2 separate regions of the Mus musculus genome follow, and region 1 is linked to region 2. The links are chromatin contacts, called in public promoter capture Hi-C maps. All regions are on one chromosome and are shown on one strand. The core of a region is the stretch at or near the end of the contact, and the rest is flanking DNA. Distances in the headings are between cores, read along the strand shown.

Region 1 (6,619 bases), core at 2,269-4,768, 440 kb before region 2:
AAAAATAAAAACAAAAACAAACAAAAAAACAAACAAAAAAAGACAGGAGACAGACATCAGCATGCACTTTATTTTAAAACTAACTCTATCAATCTCTGGTATTTGAGGTTCCCAGTGAGTTCCAACCGAAATACTGTTAACTTGAAACTAGTTCATTCTTAAGTGCTTGTGCATGTTTTGCATTTACCTTGGCTGTCCTTGAACTCACAGATGCCTTAGTATTGTGAATAAAGGTGTGTGCAAGCACATCTGGCTCACACTTGCTAGCTCATATTAAATGTATGGCCCAAGGTCAGTTTTTAGGACACTTATTAGATTCTGTGTGGTTTGTGGTGCTGTCTGCCTTGTGGCATTTCAACTACCCTCTTCACTGCACAACTAGGGAAATGTAGATATCCTTTAGCAGAAGGGAAAATGAAGGCTGAGGTGGTATGTATGGGCCCTAAGCCTGCAACTTCCCACAGGTTGTCTGCTCTAATCCTTCATGAGCAGCTTCAGAAATCAGCCATAGTAGTACTGGCTGTAACTTGGTTCATCTAACAGTGTTTCAATCTGTGGGTCCAGATCCCCTTGGGGTCACAGATCATATCCTGCATATCAGATATTTACATTGTAATTGTAACAGTAACAAACTTGGTTATGAAGTAGCAATGAATTATGGCTAGGGGGTCCCAACATCAGGAACTTATTAAAGAGGTCCCAACTGTATTAGGAAGGCTGAGAAGCACTGGTAGTGCCTGATGACTTTGTTACACCTCCAGAGCCCTTATCAATGCAGTCAGCGACAGCATTTATATAAAATCAGAGGCACACCAACAGGTGAAAGTAGCTGCAAAGTTAAACTCACTTCTGGAAAAACTGTCTCTCATTGATGATTTTTGCGGAGGCCAAAGCAAATTGAAGAACCTGTAACTTGGGCATACATTCAGGGCCATTGTTCTCAGGGAAATGTCAACATGTAATACATATTGAACATCTTACATTGGCTTCATGGGTGCATGGATCTAAGGACTATGAGGACCAGTGAGTTTAAAACTACTACTCCCCTTTATGCCCTCTACCCCTGCAAATTACAACTTCATTTGTAATATTCCAACTTCAAATGGACTTAATTTTGAATACATACACACTCAAAACCTAGCATATACCTATTTCCTTTCCTGTCTTGTGTTGTAAAACTGCAACCTAAGCACTGAAATTGCAACCTAAAAGCATACACGAGGTAGCTTTGGCATTTTTAAGACTTTCCGTGTTTGATTACATGTATGCATGGGCACTCCAAGCTTTCCTGGTGTCACACTCCCTAGAGGTTGTGAGCCTCCGTGAGTGCTGGGAACCAAACCCAGGCCCTCTGCAATAGCAAGTGGTCCCTAAGTGGCGAGCCAGCTCTCCAGTCTATTTTGAATTTTTCTAAATTATACATTTCGATTAAATGTAGCCTGTGTCCTTTTTCGGGCTAGTGCAGGTGTTAGCAGGTAGTTTTAGACTCCTGCTCATCTTACTGATGTTCCACTGGCCCAATTAAAAGCAGGGTGTGATGGTAATGTCCCATCCTCCAGCTTCCTCTGCCCATACCCCGCTTAAGATTTTGTCATCATGGAGGCACATCTACAGGCTGCTCACTTAAAAAAGACCAAGATGTTTACAGAGTAGCTTATAATAGCTACCAGCAACCTTATAGTAACAGAAACCTGTACTGCGCTGTCCCTGGCCACATGTGGCTACTGAGTACTCTCAGTACTCAGTACAATGTAGCCAATATGATTATAGCCGAACTGTGCTGCAGTTTTGTCTACTTTGGTCAGAGAACTTTAAGGCTATTGTGTAAATAGAAACAATTGATATTTCAGACTCAATTGTAACAGTTTCCATTGTCTCCCTGCATACTCACACAACTTTGTATCCTTGAAGGTGGCTTCTTTTAAAATGAAACCACTTCTGAAAATTAAAAGGCCCAGGTAAAGGCGCCATGCAGCCTAAGGACAAGTTATATCCCTAGCATCACACACACAAGGCCTAGATGAATATAAATCGTGGGTTCAATAGGCACCAAACAGAAGCTTGGAAAACAATTGAAAAACAATGCTAAGAAATAACCTTACAGCTAGCAGTGGCTGGCACCAGGCCTGACAGCCTGAGTTTGATCCTAGGGACGCACGCACATGGTGTTAGGACAAATTGCTCCAAGTGGTTCTGACCCCCCCCCCCCTCCCCAGTAATAAGAACAAGTGAACAAGCCATAGAATTGACACAGGAAGCCTTTATTAAAGATTATGGAAAATTACTCATAGGCAACAATATACAGGTTAACACACCTCAATTGCTAGCACGTGACTGGTTACTAGCAAAGAACTTGTCCTAACGAAGTCCAGATACATTCTAATGATCTAGCATGAAATCTTTGCATCTTTAAAACGGCGAGCATGTCATAGCCATGCAGATCTGATTCTAGGGCAGTGGGACATGAAGAAGGGGTGGGGCAGGATCCTAGTACATTGATTAAAATCTTTAGCAAACTACCTTCAGGGTAATCAGTTACAAGGCCATTCAAGGAAACTCACATGGCCCTCACTTCACCTATTTCAGCTTCGATACTAATCCTAAAGTGGAATACAGGCAAACCTGGTCACTACATGCAAGAGTACTTCACCTTGGAGCCATTCAGTCACGGGTTTCTTGTAGTTTTCAACCTATGAAAGAATAAAAATGTTTCACATAAGTGGAACATACTCAACTATATCCTTTCCAGCTGACCTAAAATCTCACTTCTAGAAAAGCAAATGTATTCTTGTCTTCTGAACTTTCTCCTCCAACCAAATTAAACCAGGTAGGCTACGTTTTCTTTTCTTTAAAATCCTATATCACTACCTAGCAATCGCCAGAACCTAAAATGCGCACATTCAAGTTTTAAATGAAGCTTTTGGTTCATTTGTGACTCCAGACAGGATCCAAAGAGGAGGTGTAGTTTTCCTCTCTGGGTTTTATGGAGAGTTCCTTTACCCTTCTGTGTTAGCCTCTTAAAGTACTGCGACAACCTTAAAAGGGCACAGGAAAGGGCGACTGGGGAGGCCCGGCGCAGCTCAACAAAGACAGGCCTGGAACCTCCGTCTTCTCGGCCACGTGGCCAGGGCCTGCCTCCGATCAATGCCGGGACGTACCTGCGCTTGTGTCCGAGGCAGCAGCACGGCTGGGCAGTGGGGACCGGCTCGGGTGGATCGGCCTGCAGAGGGAAAGGGCGGTGGTCAGGGTGCCCGGGTCGGACGGCACAGAGGACTTTGTGTCTCGCGCAGCCCCGGGCTGGACACTGCCGCCCGCCCCGCGGGCCGCTGAGAACTGCTCTACCCCTCCGTTCTGGCCGCCGGGAGCAGCTGAGCTCGGGGCGGGCAAAGCTCGAGGGGACACGGGGACATCCTGACACCCTCCCACGAGGACACTCACCACCAAGGCCGGGACCGAAAGACCGAGCCGCTGCGCGCTGCGTTAATACAGCCATCCGGGAGAGGGGCGGAGCTGCCCCCCCCCCCCGAGACCTGCAACCAATCAGAGGGCCGCTTGGAGGGGGCAGAACAGGAAAAGGAGAGCAGCCAATCGTCAGAAGGATTGTAGGCGTGGCTGGTATGGGAAGCCAATCGTCGGGACGTTTCGGACCCGGTAGGGTGGGGCCGTTGACTTCCAGCAGCAGGTTCTCCACCCACTGCGGTGTTGGAAGCGTTGAGGCTGTGCTCAGTGGAAACCTTCCTTTCCTGAAGCTATGCCGGTGCTAGGTGTGTTCCGACTTAGATCCCTTCTTGTTCAGCTAGTTCACTCCCAGGGCCCCTCCTTAACCCTGAGAGGAGCTGCCTTTTTCTGTGTTCCTGGAGAGTAATATCAAGGAGAAATGTTGCTGGAGATGTGAGGCAGTTAGTTCTCAACAGAGCTCTACCACAGAGCTACCTCCTCAGCCCGTACCATTAATTTTGAGTCAGAGTCTCTCTTAGGTGCCCACACTGCTTTCTAACTTACTGTGTAGCTAGTTCAGGGTATTCATCAAACTTGTTATCCTCAGTGCTACGTGCTAGGATTGCTGGCATGCATGCCACTCTCCACCTAGGCTATACCTTTGTCTTGTTTTTAGTGGTCCTGGGTTAAAAGTAGAGCCTGGCGTCTCAGATCCCAAACCCTTTTATTACTTTGAAACTAGGTCTCACTAAATTTCCCAGACAAGACTGGAACTTTCCGTCCTTCTGCCTCAGCTTCCTGAGTAGAAGGGACGACAAATTTTCACCACCAGGCCTGGATATGTGCTTAACTTATTTTAATGAGAATTTCCACGGTCTGAGATGATTTTATTGGCAAGGTTTTTAAAATAATAATAATAATAATAATAATAATAATAAAATTATTTTTTTAATTTGAAGAAATTAAATTTCCAAACTTATATTAAAACTAAAAATGTTCAAAGAGCCACGTGCCTGCGTTCTTCTCTCGGCTAAAAGCCAGCCATTCATTCCAGACCTGGCGCATCTATCGTCTTGGTCTGTTGGGGGAGGGGGGGTATTTTAAAGCAAATCTCAAGCTTGGTTTGTTTCACCTCTTAATATTTCAGTATTTATTTCAAAAGAAAAGAGGCCATCTTGCCTGAGGACAATGCCAATGTGATTGCTAGAATAAACAGCCGCTCCAAGTTCACAGCAAGACTATTCTGATACAATGTTACTTTACAATGAGTTCGTTTGAATAAGGACTCTAAGTCTATTCATCATGCTCGCCTGTGTTTCTTTACAGCCACTTTTAGTCTAGATAAAAAAAATGATGACCTGCTTTGTCAACTTGCTTTGACTTTTTAGATAACTTTTTGAGATTGAACCCAAGTGTTATAGGTCACCCTTTTAAGTGTACAAATCGGTGTTTTTAAATATTCCTCAAGGTTTTATAATCATCTCCATTGTCTACTCCCAGATCATTTTGCAGTCAGCGTCTTATTGGAAAAAGAAGCCCCATGGGGCTGGAGAGATGGCTCAGCAGTTAAGAGCACTTGCTTCTCTTGCGGTTCCTCGCACCCACTACCTGCAACGCCAGGCTCCAGCTCCACAGTCCCCTTTGGACAACAACAAGTTCACACAAACACACACACATAACAGTAAATAATAATACATTTTTTTTTTAAATTGGAAACCGTCTCTTCTAGATTTTTTGTAGGCATGGAATCACACATGTGACCTTTTTTGTTGTTGTTATTTTGAGATAGGGTTTCTCTGTGTAATCCTGACTGTCCTGAAACTTGCTTTTTAGACCAGGCTGTCCTTGAACTCACAGAGATCCTTCTGCCTTGGCCTCCTGAGTGCTGAGATTAAAGGCGTGCCCCCACCACTGCCAGGTCATACTTGGTTCTTTTAAAACTAGATTTTCTTCATTTGAAACTTGCTTTTAAGCTTTTTTCATGTTGTGTCATGCAACATGTCTTATAAGGAACAGCAATCTGTTTAGCCATTCTTCCGACTTTGTGTAGTCTGTTATCTGGATCCTGTAGTCCTGGGTAACTTTGAATCCCTCGAATGTAGCCACAGCTAGCCTTGACCCCCTGATCTTCCTGCTTGCAGGGATTACAGGCAGACACAGACAACCACACTCTAGTTTTTAACTCTAGAGACCAGACCATTCCTCAGAAGTTTGCCTCTTATAGGGTTTGACTGATTATTTATTTATTTATGCTGTTATTATTTTTGTTTTTCACATAAACTTGAGAGAAATGTCATGTTCTTGAAGGTTTGACTGTTAAACTTTAGTGCAAGAAATGAATCCCCTGGTCTACTTGCTAGAGGTCCAGAGTTCCAGGCTGCCGGGCGGTGGTGGCGCACGCCTTTAATCCCAGCACTTGGGAGGCAGAGACAGGTGGATTTCTGAGTTCGAGGCCAGCCTGGTCTACAAAGTGAGTTCCAGGACAGCCAAGACTACAGAGAAACCCTGTCTCGAAAAACCAAAAACAATGCCGGGCATGGTGGCGCACGCCTTTAATCCCAGTACTTGGGAGGCAGAGGCAGGCAGATTTCTGAGTTCAAGGCTAGCCTGGTCTACAGAGTGAGTTCCAGGACAGCCAGGGCTATACAGAGAAACCCTGTCTCAAAAAAACAAAAACACAAAAACAAAAACAAAACAAACAAACAAACAAAAAAAACCAAACAGAGTTCCAGACCATATTACCAGACAGTGGTTAAACAGGAAAAAAAAAAAAGATTTATTTTTATTTTTTATGTGGGGGCATTTTGCCTGCTTGTCAGTCTGTGTACCATGAGTGTGCCTGATGGCCAGGAGGCCAGAGAGGGTATCAGATTACCAGATGGCTGCTGGGTGGCACCTTGGGTTTTCTAGAAGAGCAAACAGTACTCTTAAGTGCTGAGCCATTTCTCAAGTCCTGGAGAGTGACTTTAAATGCTCTCTGGGGGAGCCTGGTACTCTGCATCTTTAACACACCAGTTGCTCGGTTCTCAAATACTGAACATAGTTTGGACACTTATAAAAACACTATTTAAAAAAATTCCTAAGTGTCCCTAAATTTTGACTCTAGCAGAACTTAGCATTACATAGGAAATGCCAAACAAACATCTGTCCGGTCTCTAATACTTTTAAAACATAAATTTGC
Region 2 (6,715 bases), core at 1,679-4,178:
TATGTAATCCCAGGGCATGAATGGGGGAAAACAGGCAAATTAGAAATTCAAGTTCATTTCTAGCTACATAATTAACTTCGAGGCCAGCCTGGGCTACATGTCCTTTTGTTAAAACAAACAAACAAAAAAATTTTTTTCTGAATTATAATGTCCTTGTATGTATTATTTTACTTTTAAAAATATCATTTATAGCAAGATATGGTGGTGTATGCCTGTAAACTCAGCACACTCAAGAGGCTGAGGCAGAGTGATTGCAAGTTAGAGGCTAACCCAGGATATAACAAGATCCTGTCTCACAAAACAAAACAAAACAAAACAAAACAACTTGTCATCTATCCTATCTTGAGGATCTGCTATCAAGGATAGCATATTTACCATTTGCTACTATAATTATAGAACACACTTCTTCAGAGTCAAGTCTTGGCAGAAATAATTCAGGTTAACTCCTTAGTCCACAGGACTTTGAGGGAAAATGGAAGTATCTCAGAAGGAGGAGGGATTCAGGCCAGGGCTGACCTACTGAAGGTACTCTAATGTAAGGTGAATTTCACATGACATCTTCAAGCAGTAATTGTCATTAGAATTCAGGTCTGCACATAAGGTGATTCATGCCTTTTGCAGAAGTGGCCAATAAAATATACAGATGTACCATAAATTTCAGGTGGTTAAACTACATGCTCTCACATGAACCTTAAGGGTCATTCTTGATGTCTTTCATCTTGTCTGCTTAATATGTCAGGCTGATTCATTCGTACATTCTGTTGCCTCAAGTATCACCTAGCTCCAAACCCTTTTTCTAGAGATTCCCATTTCCCCATCATAAGACAACTAGAACGGCCTGTATACACCTAATCCTAAGTGGTTTTCTTTCTGCATTATGCTCTCAGAGTCCCTTTCTGGCCCTCAAACAAAGGCTGAACTCCCAAACACACCCCTCAAAGCTCTCTGGTATCTGCCCCCAACCCCCCACCTTCTCAGCTTCATCAGGTGTCGATCCTCCCAGCCCCCACCAATCCTAAATCTTGCACATGAGGCTTCCTCTACCCTTCCTTTTCTTCTGCAGATTGAGGCTCATCATTAAGATTCAGCTCCATTAGGGATGGACAGATGGCTTCACTGGCTGCTCTAGTGAAGACCCTGGTTCGGTTCTCAGCACTTACAGGACAGCTCACAGCCATCTCTAACTCTAGTTTCAAGGGACCTGGTGTCCTCTTCTGATCTCTGCAAGCACTGCACAGGTGATAGATACACAGGCAAAACACCCATGCACATAAAATAAATGTTTTTAATTAAAAATATAGCTTCCAGTGCTAATAATCCCCACATCTAGTACAGAAGGCACACCATATGCTCTGAAAAGAAAAGAAGCCTGTCTCAGAGCACAGTGGTGAGTGCAGCAGTGGGGCTCCTCAAATCAAGGCTGAGATGAAGAGGGCCAGAGAAGGAACTTCATGCAGCAAAGCTAACTCAGGTATTAGCCCGAATCATCCTTAGTTGGGAAAACTTGAAAGTGTGCATTGTGTTTAGAGTTAATCTGAGCCATTTACACACTTTCTTTTAAAGTTTCCTACTGGGGAATGGCTTTAACTGTGTTCATGATTCTAAAGGATTATACGTGACTTTTTTTTTTTTTAAAGTTAATTCTAGCTAAGCCAATAGGAGTATACACTGCAAAATTAACCTTCCAAACCAACACAGTTTACAGCTTTTTAATAAATATAGTCTTCTACAACTAACATTATTAACAACTAGAGTTTGCTGTAGGGAATACAGATCTTAAGGTTTAAGTCAAGATTCCCTAGTACTAATAAAAACCTCTTTGGGGGATTACAGGACTGTGCTTAGCAACGGATCCAAATCGAAACTACACTTAACAAGATATGGGATACGTTCAGATGTAAATTCAGAAACAAGATGATCTACATTATTTAAAAATGAGATCTAGAAAGTAAGTTTACATATTGTTTAATCCAATCCCAACAATGGAACAGATAAGATGCTGAGACCCAGTGTGGCTAGGAAACGTTATTTGGCTAGTTGTAGCCACATAGAGATGGAGAACCTAACCGTCACTTTCCTGACTGCTCCCCGCCTGGGTAAAACTCAGAGCCTCCTCTTGAAGACACTTCCATCGAAGAGAGCCAAGTTCAACATGCAGCTGTTGAAACACCGCTGAAGTGGCATTCATGAAGTTTGGAGTGTGCTTCTGAGTGTGACAGTGTGCTGGTGACACAGTAATTTCTTACAAAAGCCTTGCCAGCACCTCCTGGAAGTTGCCCTGCTACCCTAATAGCCATGCTGACCAGCGGGCAAACAAAAAGTGCAACCTTTACAAGTGCCCCTTTTCCTTAATAGCACCCAGGTGTAGGGAAAGTTCACTCCGGGAATCCCTAAAAAGGGAAGGAGGGGGGAAGGTCCTGAGAATGGGAGTGGCTGGCAGCTCTAAGCTACCCTTCTGTTGCTAGGGCCGCGGGTGTCCAAGGTTACCGAATACTGGTTAGCGCTACGGCTGGAGTCACCCCACCACCGATAAAGGTGGGGCTTTCTTCTTTGACCTGGGTAGGAGTCTGAGATCCCCGTTAGGGTCCCAAGAGCGGTGGGGTTGTGAGCCCTAGGATCTCCCACCCTGACTCACGTTGTAGTCGTTCACCCAGTAGGTGACTTTATCCTGCAGTGCTTGTAAAGATTCGCTTTTGGCCAGCTTCTTCAGGCTTTCTGCCATCGCGCGCTTTTTCGCGCTTCCGACTCCGGGAGATCTAGTAGTAGAGGGGACGAGGGAGTGGGTGGCTTAGGCTGAACGACGGGGTGATGTAGCTTAAGGATGTTATCTTCCACACAGGCTCAGAACGCGGCTGGAGTGTCCATCCTCCCCCTCGGGTCGGACCGGGCAGGTCCCCCCTGCCCGGCGCGCTGTTCTGGCTCCCCCGCAGCCGCCTGCCGACCAGGCCATAAATACCCCGGCGATTATTAAACAAACCTTGACGTGGCGGCCGGCTGCCAGGGACCCGGGGCTAGCGTCGGAGCAACGCCCCGCCCCCCACTCCTCGCTCCCAGCCTGGGGACCTTGGGGACCCACCCCTACCGCGACCTCCTCCCACCCAGCGCCGTGGCGTAACGGGCCCGAGGCGAAGGCACAGAAGCGTCGAAACTCCGACTTGTGCTACCCTCTGGAGGACACCCAGACCCTGGGGTGGGGGGCTGCTGTGGGACCCTGCGCTGGGAACCGCAGGGCACCTAACCCGGGGCTGCACCCCGTACTGGGTGGCAGTGCGTACGTAGGAAAGCAAGTTAACTTCATGAAAATTTTGAGTAGACTTTTTGGCAACCACTTCCTTGGCCCTTTCTTTATTCCTCCACCCATAGTGCCTTTAATTCTCCATTTGTGAAATTGGGACTCCAATGTCCGTTTTTTACTACTTTCATTTTGGGCTTTGTGCCCTCCTCCTCCTCCGTGGGTCTGTCCGTTGGTTTGTACTGTACAGAAAGACACACACTACCGGGCGGGATCCTCGCCCTGACTTCCAGGTCTTCCTCAGCACGATCAGGTGCAAGCCTGTGTTGTGTGGGAAGTGGGGGTGGGCGGGTGCCATGACACTCGTGTCTTACTGTTCGCTGTGTCAGGGACCTGTATTGCTGTTCAGAGGAAATCTAGCCTCTGTTCCATTTGCACGAAATTGCTTTTTAAAACGGAGTTGCTAGGATTTACCAGTCCGAGAAGTGGTTGTCATGCAAGCTCGAGGTCCTGAGTGGATCCACAGGAGACATGGGGAGGTTTTGGGGGTTGTTTTGTTTGGGTTTCTTGTTTGTTTGTTTGTTTTAAATCCGGGCACTGACACAGGAGATTCCCTGGGACTGATGGCCAATTGGTCTAGATGATTCCTGAGCTCTCTGTTCAGGCAGAGATCCTGTATCAAGAAAATAAGGTGAAGAGATTAAAACAATATCTGGCCTCCACACAAGTACAGAGAAAGGGGGAAGGGGAGGGGAGCGGAAGAAAGAGGAGGGGAGGGGAAGGAGAGGAAGAAAGAGGAGAGGGGAGGGGAGAGGGAGGAGAGGGGAAGTGAAGGAAGGAAAGGGGAGGGAGGGGAAGGAGAGGAGAGGGAGGGAGGAGAGAAAGGAGAGAGGAGAGGAGGAAAGGAGAGGGGAGAGGGGAGGGGGGAAGGAGGAAGGGAAGGGAGAAAATTATGGTAAAAGCAGAATAATGCAAGATAAAATCCTGAATATCAAATGGGTGTCATAGTGAACTGGTATAATTCCCGTTAAAATAAGACTGCTGTGAGAATTAGAGACATTGCAAGCACACAGCACCCTCCAAATGCATCAGAAGGGAAAAAACTTCAAAACATCATTAGACATGACGAACACTACCCTTGTGGTTAATTCTGTGAATTGGTTCTCATTTTAAAAAATCATTTATTTATTTATTTATTTATTTATTTATTTATGCTCCGTATTTTATACCCCTCCCGGTCCACCCTTTGACTGTTCCACACCCCACACTTCCTCCCCAGCCCCACCCCTGTCTCCACGAAGATGTCCCTACCCTCTCCCTCCCCAACCCCACCAGACCTCTAAACTCCCTGGTGCCTCCAGTCTCTCGAAGGTTAGGTGCATCTTCTCTGACTAAACCGGGACCCAGCAGTCCTCTGCTGTATATGTGTTGGGGGCCTCATATCAGCTAGCATATGCTGTTTGGTGGTCCAGTGTCTGAGAGATCTTGGGGGTCCAGGTTAGTTGAGACTGCTGGTCCTCCTACAGGGTCACCCTCCTCCTCAGCTTCTTCCAGCTTTTCCTTAATTCAACCACAGGGGTCAGCAGCTTCTGTCCATTGATTGGTTGGGTGCAAATATCTGCCTCTGACTCTTTCAGCCGCTTGTTGGGTTTTTCGGAGGGCAGTCATGCTGGGTCGGAGGGATGGCTCAGAGGTTAAGAGCATTGGCTGTTCTTGCAGAGGACCTGAGTTTGGTTCCCTACACATGTTTGGTGGCTCATAACTGTAACTCCAGTCCTAGGGGGTCTAACAGCCTCTTCTGACCTCCACCAGCACCAGGCATGCAGGTGGTACATATACATATCTGCAGGGAAAACATTCATACACGTATAATATCAAATCTTAGAAAACAACAGCAGCCAGAAGAAGACACATTGGCAATGAGAACAAGTGGGTGACCTGTCAGTAACACCTCAGCAACGAGGAATCCAAGGAGAAGAGACCCATCTTCAGACAGTCAAGGTCCATCTGACTTCAGAAAAATCCATTATTAAAGTACCTATGTGGAGACATGTTAAAAAAAAAAAAAAAGCAAGGTGGGGCTTCTTATCTGCTTAGAATCTGGAGTGCCAGGCAGCTCTGGAAGACATTTAATAAGTTCCATTATTGTGAGTGATTGAGACTGACACAAGGTTAGAAACAGAGTAGCGCTAATCAGAGTATGGGGGCTCTGAAGAGAATGTGACATTTGGTGGGTTCTTGGGGGACACAAAGGAGTATAGCTGTCAGAGAAAAAGGAAACGACTTGAGCATAGTGAATAGTGAGGCACAGGAACCCAGGAGCAGTCAAAAGCCTTATTGTCAAAGTTGATAAATGGGACCAGAGCCAAGCTATTACCCAGACACCGCCGACTTTCAAACCTGTGGGTTGTGATTTACATAGTCTTCCTGACTAAAACGCAGGTTCGTCCCAGTGATAGAGCCAGGCAGTTTTAGCAGTTGGGGAAGAAGACAGGACCAGGCAAATGACCACATAGATACAGCTTATATCCGAAATCAGGCATGAGAGAGGGGGAAGGTTGGGAGACATTTGCTGTGTGTCAGAGTATTTAACTCCACAGCCAGCCAGCCATCAGAAGTAGGCGAAGCAGGGAAGCTGAGTTAGAAAAGCAAAATGACCCAGTACCTGGAGAGAAAAAGCTGAATCAGACATCTCCCTTGGGTGGCCTAGGGTAGTTTGTAGAAACTACTCATCATCTGAGGAGTTCTTGAACTTAGGATGCTACTCATTCTATTGTTTTCAACTTAATCAGTGCAGAGAGCAACCAATGTGCACCTGACTGTCTCCTGGTGCTCACTGTGAGTCAAGTTAGGTTCCTAAGGACCTAATATAGTCTCCAATATTAAATGGACAATCTGCCTCTAATGCCTCAAAGAAAGTGCCAGACTTGACTTCACAGGCTTCCAGAGGAGTTGAGGGGGAAGAGACTAGTTTGATTTAAGCTACCTAAAGTTTCCACTTGATCTGCACCCAAGTCTCACCCACCAGTACACTCAAATACTCCCTTGCAGTTTGTCACAGCTCAGGACAGGACAGTATCCCAAGACGGGGAGTTGATATAAAGGTAAAGGCATGTTTTGGATTTTGAGGGCGTCCTTTCCGAAGAACTTGAGGATGCCCCAGAGATCCTTGCCACACCCATGCAACCCGCGGGCGACTTACGGTCGTGAGGGACCGCCCTGCAAGGATGTGAACCTACACAGAATCTTGCCCACTCTGGATTTCTTTCGGGGGAGTGGCGAGGGCGTGACAGGGCGTGGCCATCGAGGGTGTGAGCCCCACCCCAGTGCCAGAGCGCAAGCGCGGGCTGCGGCGGGCCAAGATGGCGGCAGCGGCGGCGGCGGCGGCAGCGACCGAGCAGGTCTGTGAGCCTGCTGCGGCCGGCCGAGGGATTGGGAAGCCGGGTGGCCCGGGCGACCCCACAGAGGGCGGGGACGACGGAG

The links. Promoter capture Hi-C pulls out the DNA fragments that hold promoters and counts their contacts.
Region 1: a contact with region 2 is called in a promoter capture Hi-C map of pre-B cells, with 2.3 times the contacts expected there. The contact joins the promoter of Dancr here to the promoter of Spata18 in region 2. A contact is called at or near these places in 1 of 39 promoter capture datasets (pre-B cells), 6 of 115 datasets of contacts at active chromatin or transcription factors (acute myeloid leukemia, astrocytes, embryonic stem cells and 3 more) and 1 of 9 other capture datasets (embryonic stem cells).

What each region holds. Positions count from the first base shown.
Region 1 is chr5:74,089,959-74,096,577 of GRCm38.p6, reverse strand. Dancr (differentiation antagonizing non-protein coding RNA) reads right to left here and starts at 3,518. Exons shown (of 1, transcript NR_145133.1): 1 at 2,241-3,518. Snora26 (small nucleolar RNA, H/ACA box 26) reads right to left here and starts at 3,048; the gene lies at 2,928-3,048.
Region 2 is chr5:73,647,593-73,654,307 of GRCm38.p6, reverse strand. It overlaps Spata18 (spermatogenesis associated 18), which reads right to left and starts at 2,928. Exons shown (of 13, transcript NM_178387.3): 1 at 2,636-2,928. The coding sequence starts at 2,722. It overlaps Gm34902 (a long non-coding RNA gene), which reads left to right and starts at 2,454. Exons shown (of 2, transcript XR_377025.3): 1 at 2,454-2,535; 2 at 2,840-3,328. Sgcb (sarcoglycan, beta (dystrophin-associated glycoprotein)) reads left to right here and starts at 6,571. Exons shown (of 6, transcript NM_011890.5): 1 at 6,571-6,633. The coding sequence starts at 6,595.